Linked DNA regions of Zea mays: region 1 is linked to region 2. The links are chromatin contacts, called in public Hi-C maps. All regions are on one chromosome and are shown on one strand. Each heading gives the region's core, a stretch centred on a gene start, on an enhancer-like site or on the middle of the called end of the contact. The rest is flanking DNA. Distances are from core to core; before and after follow the strand shown. Region 1 holds the start of LOC100191487 (U-box domain-containing protein 44). Region 2 has its middle 97 kb from the start of LOC100283599.

The links. A called contact is a pair of places that touch in the nucleus more often than the background predicts.
Region 1: a contact with region 2 is called in a Hi-C map of leaf, with 9 times the contacts expected there. The contact joins the promoter of LOC100191487 here to the enhancer-like site in region 2. A contact is called at or near these places in 2 of 25 Hi-C or Micro-C datasets (bundle sheath and leaf).

The regions. Positions count from the first base shown.
Region 1 is chr3:152,230,379-152,235,720 of Zm-B73-REFERENCE-NAM-5.0, reverse strand. LOC100191487 (U-box domain-containing protein 44) reads right to left here and starts at 2,044. Exons shown (of 3, transcript NM_001136919.1): 1 at 1,644-2,044; 2 at 1,173-1,473; 3 at 1-754. The coding sequence starts at 1,907. LOC100275328 reads right to left here and starts at 3,328. Exons shown (of 3, transcript NM_001328143.1): 1 at 3,190-3,328; 2 at 2,996-3,098; 3 at 2,503-2,860. The coding sequence starts at 3,247. The coding sequence ends at 2,812.
Region 2 is chr3:151,717,312-151,722,887 of Zm-B73-REFERENCE-NAM-5.0, reverse strand. No RefSeq gene overlaps it. Among protein-coding and RNA genes, the nearest start is that of LOC100283599, 97 kb to the right of the region's middle. Within about 2 kb of position 3,672, at least 19 of the 20 cell types and tissues checked have an H3K27ac peak or open chromatin away from gene starts, as enhancers often do. A contact at or near this core is called in bundle sheath and leaf, where this site is marked.

The sequences.
Region 1 (5,342 bases), core at 795-3,294, 510 kb before region 2:
GCCTCAAACAAGGTGATCAGAATAGGGAGCAAGTTTGCCCGCATCAGAATCTCAGTTGCCTTCTTGTCTGTCGCTGGGAGGTTGCTCAGGATACCGACAGCTGCAGCCTTCTCGTCTCGAGAAGTAGGGGAAGAGATGATCTTCACAAAAATATCCAGATGGGTCTCCCTGAACTGCTCAGCCAATTCTTGAGAAGAGTCTTTCGACAAATGGAACATTAAGTGCAACGCGGCGATTTTGATACCCACATTCTTTTCTGTCAGGAAAGGTAGAAGCAGCTGCACTCCTCCATTTTGCCTGATTTTACTCCTGGCTCTTTTAGCATTCGCGTGCCCGGAAATGCTGTTCAAGGCCCTCAGGAGATGAAGTTGAATCACCGGACTCGATAAATTAAGAAGCGAGAGCATCTGAGGCGCTACATCCTTATGAAGTAGAATACGCTCAGATTGTGCTATAGCTGCGAGTATAGCCGAGGCCGGCTCTCTGAGGGCCATGAGTGCTGACGTCACGGAGAAAAGGAGCTGGAGCAGCGGTCCTGTTATGCCAGAATTTATCAGGAGTTCTGCATTCTGTAGAGAGCTAGAGAGATTACACAAGGCGCCTAAGGCCGAGTGCTTGGCTTCAAGGTTTCCATGTTTAAACATGTCCACGAGCGGTTCAATAGCTCCATCCTCGCCGAGGGAAGATTTCATATGTTCAGATAGGAACATTTTCGAGATGGCCGTTGCCATGAGGACCTTGTTCATGTCTGAACCTGCAAACGAAACAGGAGGGCGGAAGCTTATTAGGTGATGGTATGGTTAGATAGAGTGGAGAAAATTGCATTCTACATTGAATTCCCAATTTTTTTATAGGCTGGAGTTAATCTAGTGAATTATTCTTTCCCAGAATATTGTAGCCTGACGGATAAGAAATAGGTGAAGTGGTGTGCAGAAGTGATGGAACCAAAATTCTTACTCCTCTCGCATCGTTTTACTTGCAATTTCTCTTCCATTTTCTCCGAGAGGCTGTTGTTCTTATAAGAGTTGAAGTTTCTGAACTTTTTAATAACATTGGGTAAAATTGTAATGGCTCATTGCAGATACTTGTGTTGTTAAAAAAGGGCTTCGAGATTCGGAGAAAACATTTATTTTTCTTTCATTTTGAGACATAGTATGGCAGATGATAATTACCTTGTTTGAGGTACTGTATCAACGGGCGGAAGTAACCAGCCTCCGCCATCAACAGCACGTTCTGCGGGTTGGACGACAGAATGGCGAGCAACTTATCGGCGTCATCCCCGGTGCCTGGCTCGTGCGCGTTCCTCAAGGTGACCAGCATGACGACACAGCCTTTGATCCTGCCGATCCTCTGGCGGACCTGCGGGATGTCCGACAGGTCCAGCAGCACCGCGATGGCCTCCCTCCTCTCGTCCGCGTCCCTGGACAGGGAGCGGACGATGCTGGACAGCGCCTCGGTGCTGGCCAGCCTCTCCTGTGGAGCAATGCACCGATCGTCAGAATAGAGGTCACGGAGCAGTGGCGTACGAGCATAGCGTCGAACACGGAGCGCGCGCAAGCGTGTATTTACTATTAGCAGGGATAATAAGAAGGAAAAGGAAGGGCGTGGACTGGAGCCTGGCGGGCGTGTATCAGTGAAGTCACCTTGCTCTCGCCGGCGACGCAGCCCGCGAGGCGCCTGAGCGCGGCCATGACGCTGACCCTGGCGTCGGCGGTGGCGGCGGCGGCTGCGAGGCGCGCGAGCAGCGCCGCGACGAGGAGGCCATCCTCGTCGTCGTCCTCTCCGAGCCTGCCGTTCGCTGCCAGCGCGGCCACCTCCCGCGCCGCGGCGGCGAGGTCCGCCTCCGCGCCGGTCTTGACGCGCACCAGCAGGTCCTCCACGTCCACCGCCGCCCTCGCCATCGCCATCGCGTGGCCCGGTGCGGCGACGGCGGTGGGGGCTTTTGTGGGGTGGGAAGGGATGGAACCGAGCGGAGGAAGCGAGGGAGTGTGGAGAGTGGAGTAAGCGGGCGGTGGGCACGGCGAAGCGGTCAAGTCGTCGTCCATGGGCGCGGCGGAGCAAGACGTGTATATCAGTTTTATTAGTCCAGGTAGGATTCATGTGACGGTAGCAGGTCGCGATCGCGAGTAAGATACGGCGGATTGGGCGATGTGCCATTCGCTGCAACGCGTCTCTGACTCTCTTCTGTGGTAGGCTTGGCTTTGACCCGTTCCGTAGTCCTCGGTCGGTTGTTGGTCCGTCCGTGCTGACTCGGCCGGCCGCCGAGAGTCGTGACGGGCAAAAGGCTTCCAACACAAGACGACAGAGTTACCGCGTGCCGCCCAATCCAATCCAAGAGTCAGGCAAGAGTCCCACGGCCGATGTACGGCGTCCCTGTGCGGACTGCGGAGGCCCCAGGCGGAGAAGCCCAAATGCGTTATTAGAAACTCACGGCCCAGTATGCCGATACGGCCCAAGCCCATTTGCATTTCTCTGCGCTAGCTTTCGTCACTTTTGTTATTTTGCGTACCAAGGAGTATGCATATATAGAAGGTAGTACAAATCACCAGCGCCACCTTCAAGTCACCACTCAATACAAAACGGTACAACACGCACACGTAGTAGTGAGTGTAATGCTAGAGCTGCAGAAGACAGAGCAGCCCATGCATCGTCATCACAGCTACTACTAATAACAAATCAAAAAGTACCGAGATGGACACAACACAACAGCTCAACAAGTACGTGCAGCCACAACTGCAGCTATGGGTGGAGCAGATCTCTCCGTTCCTGTCAAAGGCTCAAAGCCTGGCGGCGGAGGGAAGGGGGGGCTGCCTAGTCGCAGCACATCTCGCAGATCCAGCAGCAGCAGAGCGCCGCGATGCTGAAAAACCAAAAACACGCCACACAGTAGCAGTTCTTAATTCCTGAGGTTATTTTTTTGTAGCAGAAGAGGACAGAGAAACGGGTGGACCGACGGACGACTGAAGGATCATTAAGTTTGTGATTGGTAGTTTACCATCCTTCGATGAAGCCCTTCTCCCCGCGCGAGGTCGTCTTCCCCCGGCGTCCCTGCTTCCTGCCGCTGCCTCCCTGCTGCTCCGCGCCTGCCGTCGGGTAGCCTGCAAGCAAGCCATGTCAGCAATATGTGTCCGTCGATCCGTCCATCCACACGGATTTATTCGGAGATGACGATCGATCGATCGATCTGACCCGCGGGTGGTGGCGGCGGCGCCTGCTGCTGCTGCCTGTTGCTGTTGTTCTGATCCATCCTCGACCGTCTCCTCGCTGCTATTGCTAGAGCTAGAGCACGCACGCTCGGCGATCGATGATGCTGTTGTAGTGGAAGCGTGAGCAACACCAATGGTCTGGATTCTATATATATAGCAGTAGCTCTGACGTACGGGTACGTATAGGCTTATAGCCACACCGGGACGGGACGGGGCTGCCTTGCCTGCAAGCTGCAATTCGCGCGCCCAGGTGTCTATAGGTCCAGTCCAGATAAGGCCGCCCGGCCAATGCAGAGCCGTGGTCGGCGAAGCGCGTTTCGCTTCTCCCTTTCCAGCATGTGTGCAGACACGCGGTCAGACATCGACGGCCGGATGAAATAAACTGCGTGCGCCCTTTGTTCATCGAATCCTGACCGACGTGGATATGACCATATTCATGTCACGAGGAATCCGGTTCTCTCCGTAGCGGGAAGGAAAGGGTGAGATGCACCTTTGCCTGTTCACACCGCGTCATGCTTGGTTTCTTCTTCAGCTGGTTCTACTCTCATCCAAACTTCTCCCTACTGTTGCCTTTCCGGAGAGCTTTCTCTCGTCGTACGACAATTGTGATTTCTGGTTGCTGATTGTGATGGATCACCCAACCACAGCAACAAGGTTATCTCCAGCAGCCTTTCCATCTCATCGCTTACCTTACTCCTCATTTTAAACCCCACTCTGTAAACAGAGCATTCTACCGTGTGAAATAATGTTCTGCACGTTCGTATACACGAGTGTGAAGAGAACTTGCCCTCCGTCCGTTAGATGAGTTAGCGTAATTCGAATAGATATATAACTCCGCGTAGAGCTGTACACTTTACCCATTAGTTTGGTTTCTTCAATCTCACTATCGTGAGACCCGATTACTGAAACACTATCATCCCCTGCACGGTATCACCTTGGTGGTTACACTGAGAGGAACAAGACCATATTCTCTCCCAATGTTCAGGACGGTAACATTCTCCTTCCTTTTCCTCCTAGTGCTCCCCAACCACTTGTAACCCTCGGGCTAGCCCATGCAGGTTTGGACTGATCGACCGCACATACAATCTCGAGTGGTTGTACTTCTGAATGTTTAGGTAAAAAGTAATGACAAACTAGTCCTTATGCGAGACGAGATAGTCCACCTTGCTCACATCTATTCTGTTTGAGCCAACTTTTTTGGGGTCCTCCCATGACCGGGAAATACCGATTGTTGGGGCGAAGGCCAAACTAGACCTCGAACCAACCATCATGTGACCTCGCACGGAATCAAGTTAACCCTATCTGTGAATGCAGGACCCAAACGTAACCAGAGACATTGGGTCTCCCATACAACTAGTGTGGGCCACGATGCAGAAGATCCCTCGCAACCCCTCATACGCAACACCAATGGAGCAAAGTCTGACTGCAACGAGTGCTCATCGCCTCAAGGACAAAGGCCGTATAGAGGATCACCATGACCGTGTCGGCGTCGACTCCCCTTCGTGCAAGTCAAGCCGATGGGAACCTGCGAAGACCTCGGACCTCGAGGCCGACTATGGCTAAGGCGAGCGTGGGCCAAAGGCACACGTACCTCGAACTCCATGTCGGAGTCCCTGAGACCACAAACGAGGGACAGAGCCCACAAGATGAAGAAGGACCACATGACGGGCCTAGATCAGACCCATAGTCTAGATTCTCAGACAGGTAGATATCTCGATGTAGTCAGGTCGAGTTAGTACTGTACTATAATTATCCTATTCCACAACATATTTCAGGAATATAGTAGGTAACCATGGGAACAATTGTATTTAGGTTTGCTCCCCATGGTTACCCTGTAAATACCCCTGCTCGAATCCCGACATGGGCACGCTTGATAAGACACTTGAGCTTCGTGACATCCGCTTTTGTCATGTGAAAGGGAAATGTGCCCTTGGGCCATTTCTAAGTATTTTGGTGATTGGGTGCCAACACAAGTGCTTAAATGTGAATTTATGCTCATGGATGGACAAAGTGCAAATCAAGAGTAAAGGTATGTTTCTAAGCCTTAGTACATTGGTTTTGTGTACTAATATACTTGTCTAAGTGTTAGAAACAGAAAGAAGAAGAAAAGAAAAGAGATGAAAAGGGCTTGGCTGT
Region 2 (5,576 bases), core at 2,423-4,922:
ACATTTAGGTACCTCTCTCGAGATCTGGTCCACCTTCAAGAAATTCCATGTGGGAAATGATCATGTAAAGACCAAACTCTTTGAAACGTACCGGTGAGAGTACGAGAATTTTGTGTAGTTGGCAAGAGAGACCATTGATATGATGTTTTCTCGGTAGTCGATTGTGAACAAGATGCACTTAAGCTTCTACATGCTCAAGATCAGAAAATTTGGGAGGTGAAAGTATCAGCGATCATCGAGTCGTCGAAGTATGAGACTCTTACCGTGGATGAGCTTTTCAGCAAGCTCAAGTCCACAAGACTGACCACTAGACTCGGTCCAAGATCAATAATCTTGCTGCACCCACCATGGCCCTGGTGTCTAGATGTGGCTCTTCTTCTAACCCTTCACCTACTATGTTTGCTTTGTCTTCTTTATTGACCATCACAGAGGAGCAAGTGGAGATTCATGGGGAAGAAAAGTTGACGCTTGTTAGCAGTCGGTTTACGTGATTTCACAACAACCCCATGAACCGACGGCGTGGTGGGTACAATAGGAAAAGGGGGGAAAAGGTAGGAATAGAGCTGCTTGACACTTGTAATTCTACACGAATTAAAACCGCAGAAAAACTTTTAATGGATCATTCTGATGCAACATAGGAATAACATAGGAATTAGAAAAGAAAGATAGACACAGAGGGAAATTTTCAAGAGGTTGGACCGCATATTAGAAATCCTCCAAAATCTCACTACAATAGGCTATTCCATAGGAATTCTATACAATTTGCGGGAACTCAAATCCTTTGTTCCAAAGGACCATATGAAAATTTTTCTATAGGATTTATCCTCCGAAATTTCCTTCGTTGTTCGTTTGTTCTAAAGGAGGCCTTAATTAAGAACCGGTATTAAAGATATTTGGGCTGGAAATAAAATTTATGGGCAGAGAGAAGAAAAGTTATTACATATTCTTAAAAAAGAATTAGTACCACTTCTTTTTAAAAACCTGTACTAAAGTCATGCTGGCACAAACTAAAACTTATAGACGCAAACAGGAAAGAGGCCTTTAGTGCCGGTTCTTTGCTAGAACTGATACTAAAAACATTAAGGGCCTGTTTAGGAATGCAGTTTAGAAATACTGTAGTTTTGAGATACCATAGTTTACAGTTGTACATGACATAAATACTACGGTATTGCTTTACCACAGTAAAACTATAGTATTTCTCAAAACCGAGATCTGTTTGGTTATATTGGAAAAACAAAGTATATGTAGAGAGAAGAGAAGAAAACTGAGGTCCTGAGTGGAGTTTCAAAAACTCCAAAAATACCACAGTTTTGGATAAACCATGGTATTTAAAACTGAGTTTTGACTGTACAAACCAAACATCTTTTAAGCTCCAATACTATAGTATTAATAAATAGCGAAAGGGCCTCTAGCTGAGTTGGTTAGGTGGTCTGAGTAGCACTCCTCAGGTCCTAGGTTCGACTCCCCGTGGGAGTGAATTTTAGGCTGTGGTTAAAAAAATCCCCTCGTCTGTCCCACGCCAAAGCACAGGTTTAAGGCTCAGCCCCGGTCGTGGTCGTTCTCACATGGGCTTCGATGCCGTTGTGTATGGGTGGGGCAGAACAGGGCCTAAGGCGCATGACTACCAGTTGGTGTCTTCAACCAACACTAAATACTTGGCATTTGTATCGGTTGGAGGCATCAAACAGTACTAATGCATTTAAAAAAGCGACAAATTTTAAAACCAGTATTAGTGATGGTATCAGTATCGGTTTTAAAGCAAATAAAACAAAAAAAGATAATTCTCGCACGCGAAGCCCCGTGATTGAGTAGTATTGATGTTTGTTTGAGAATGTGGCAATGACTTGATAGGCTATCTATCCAGTTTAGCCATCTAGCTAGGACAGAATGAGACGCAGCAAACTGGAAACGAAAATTGTCAAGAGAAAAAAAAAGTGCTTGTCGTTGGTCTCGCGATTGATGTCGAAATAGAGCCTCAGCCCATCAGGCCAGTCGAATCGGCCCATTTTAGATAGACGTATAAGGCTACTGTAGCAGAGTGTATATGCGATGACACTTGCAGTACACATTTTTTTTGGTTTATTAGCCTGCCCACCGACCTAGCTCTAGCTAATGCACCGGTTGCAGAGTCTGCATGCATCTCGAGTACGAGGCAGGTTCGGTAGCTACCACAACCAATCAGGCCCCTATAGTAATGGATGTCTGCATCCACGGCCACGACTCGCATGCATTTGCATTTCCTTTGTCAGCGACGAGGCGGGGCCCTTTCCCTACTCTAACCCTATATAAAACGTAGGATGTCGACCGGCCATTCATGGCACGTTTGGATGCATGGTTGCAGGGATACAACATTTGGTTTGGGGAGGGGGCAAGGAAAGCTCAGCAGCACCTTTATCCTCGCATCATGTATACGTGTCCCTACGAATCAGAGAGATGGATTAGACATGGAACAGTTCTTCAAACAAAAAAAAGGGGGAGCTAGATAGAAAGCAGAGGCACCAAGAACACTATGTGCGGCGAAGCGAGACGACGAGACACGATTGGGAGGCAGAGACGTAGGCAGCAAGCAGAAGCATTTGTGGGTGCGCCGAAGGAGGCTTTGGCCTGGGGTTCCTTCTTCCCTGATGTGAGATATATATATATATATATATATATATATATATATATATATATATATATATATATATATATATATATATATATATATATATATATATATATATATATATATATATATATATATATATAGGGTCATCATGGCCGGAACTTTCACAGGCGACCATCTAGGGTGTACTACATTACACGCACACGATATCTCCCCGATCATGGAGTTGAACAATCATGGGAGCCGGCACCAATCATTTCTGCTGGTAATGCCATTCATGTCTCTTAGCACCGACGCAGCGTTGTGCGCGGACAGAACTACTACCATGATCGAGGAACGGTCGCACAGGTAGGTAGAGTTCGAGGAGACACTAGTTCCTCCTTCGGTTTCAAGCCCAAACCCAAATGTGCATTGTGCGTTCGGGCAAAGAATCAAACTTACATTCACATGGGCCTCACCCATTCACGGGCGTTTCATGGGCCAGTGGGGCCATCACAGCCCACCAGTGCGTTTCCTGAGTACTAATTCTTGTCTGATAAGTTTAGCGTTTAGGTTGGTATAATGTTCTCTGTTGTGAAGATATTAGCCTACATGATATCTTGAATGAAAACACCTACTTGAGCTCATGACAAGACACGGGAATAGACCATTAGTGCTCTGGATAGGTGAGGTTATTTGTCAGTTCTGATTTATGGCTTGACACACAAGGCTGAGCAATATGGATGAGCTTCCTAAAAATAATAAATCTGACCTCTATATTTACCATTTTTTGTATATATGATTCTCCGTGGGCCGGGGTGAAGCTTCTTTATTTTCTAATCTGAAGCTCTTTAGCATCGGTGTTGTGGAGAAGAAAAAGAAAAAGAAAAAGATAAAGAGTTGGCTCAGTGTGCCGCGCGACATGCTGCAGGCGGCCCGCGCTAGTTCGTTGAACGGAGGATGTCGGCTGCGGCGTCTGCAGCTGAAACAACAGAAACCGGAACGAAGCGGCGGGAGAAGCGTGCTCTGACCTGAGCGCTGACCACGAGTGACCGCGACGGCGTCCGCGTGGCGGGGCTTGTCCTTGTAAATTCCACACACCGCGTCGCTCGCGCTGTGACGCAGGCCGCGGAGCTAGTAGTAGGAACCGTCCAGCTGGTACGGTGCCGCCGACGTCGACGGGCGGGTCCAACTCTCTCACGGCTGTTTGGCCTGAGTCTCGACGTCGTCGATTGGCGCCGCCGCCGGTCTCGATGCTTGAGATCGCAACGACAGGGCGTGCACGGCACAGGGCACTGCCAGCGTGGTAAACGTGCGTCTGCGTACGGTCGTCTCGCGGGGCCGGGATCGACGTCTGACCATGAGGCCACTGTCTGTCAGGGCCGTCGTGTGCCTCTCTCTGTTTGGATTACACTTGCAGGTGCAGCGCAACTATGGTGGAAATGCAAAACACGACGATCGTTGAGGCGATGGTCATTGAGGGAAGCTACCCACCGGTGACTAGTATGGTAGCTACTAGCACGCTAGGATGAAAACGGGTACTTATCCAGATACTAATTTTGATTTTGATTACTCCCGTTTTCAGTCATGATTTTGGTTTGCGTACCCGGTCGCCTAACGCTGCGGCTGCCGAGCTTGCTGCTTTGCTACCTATCTTGTCGCAGGCAAGAGGACGAATCAAAATTAAGGTATTGCTAAAGTAATAATGAAAAAAAATTACAACATAGTCTAAAGCAATTCATAGCTATAAAATAAATGGTGAATAAGAGTCATGACGAACATAATATATTTACATCCAGATGTTATATAGCAAATAAAATCTGGAAAAAAGAAAATGAACTATATAACAAATAAAATCTGGAAAAGAGAACATGAACTAATAATGATAAATTGAAACAAAATTTATGAAACAAGTGAAATGATATATCTTCAGTTGAGTCTAATTCTAATCGGTAAAAAGTTGTTGTACACATCTACACTTGCATTTACACGGTTGGTGAGTAGCTGCCGTGGAAAAATGAGTTGAACGCATTGTTCGTTTGCGTATCGCATTTCAGTTCTGAGCGTGGGAAACTAGCTAGGTACTCCCAGATGGATTTTTCAGTTTTCAGGGTGGCTGTAAAGGCACGTCGACATCGTATGATCTTGGCAGCCTAAATATGATAAATTAGTGCTAGAATTTTGTCGGCGTTTCGACCCCGGGGGGGTCCCTGGACCGACGAGTAAATTGTCGCTGCGTATCCCAGCCCAGATGGGTCGGCGCGAGACGGGACACAAAGGGGGAGAACAGTAAGGGGAAACCGCGGCCTTCGTGTTGTCTTGCGCCCAGGGCGGATGGATGCGCTTGCAGTAGGGGTTACAAGCGTTCGCGTGGGAGAGAGAGAGAGGGCAAGAGCCTTATGCGTTGGCCCGTTCTCCCGCGCGGCCAACCTTCTCGTACGAGAGCCCTGGACCTTCCTTTTATAGGCGTAAGGAGAGGGTCCAGGTGTACAATGGGGGTGTAGCAGTGTGCTAACGTGTCTAGCCGAGAGGAGCTAGAGCCCTAAGTACATGCCGTCGTGGCAGTCAGAGAGGTTTTGGCACCCTGTTCATGTGATGTCGTGGTCGTCGGAGGAGCGCTTGGGCCCTGTGGAAGGACAGCTGTCGGGGCTGTCGAGTCCTTGCTGATGTCTCCTTTCTACCGTAAGGGGCTGAGAGCCGTCGTCGTCATGGAGCACGCGTGACGCCATCATTTTTTGTTTTACCGGGGCGAGCCAGATGGGACGCCGGTCTTGTTCCTCGTAGCCTGAGCTAGCTAGGGGTAGGGTAATGATGGCCCCCCTGTGATGTGGTCGGTCCGAGCCCTAGGTCGGGCGAGGCGGAGGCTCCTCCGAGGTCGAGTCCGTCTTCCGAGGTCGAGGCTGAGTCCGAGCCCTGGGGTCGGGCGAGGCGGAGACCGTCTTCCAAGGCCGAGGCTGTGTCCGAGCCCTGGGGTCGGGCAAGGCGGAGTCCG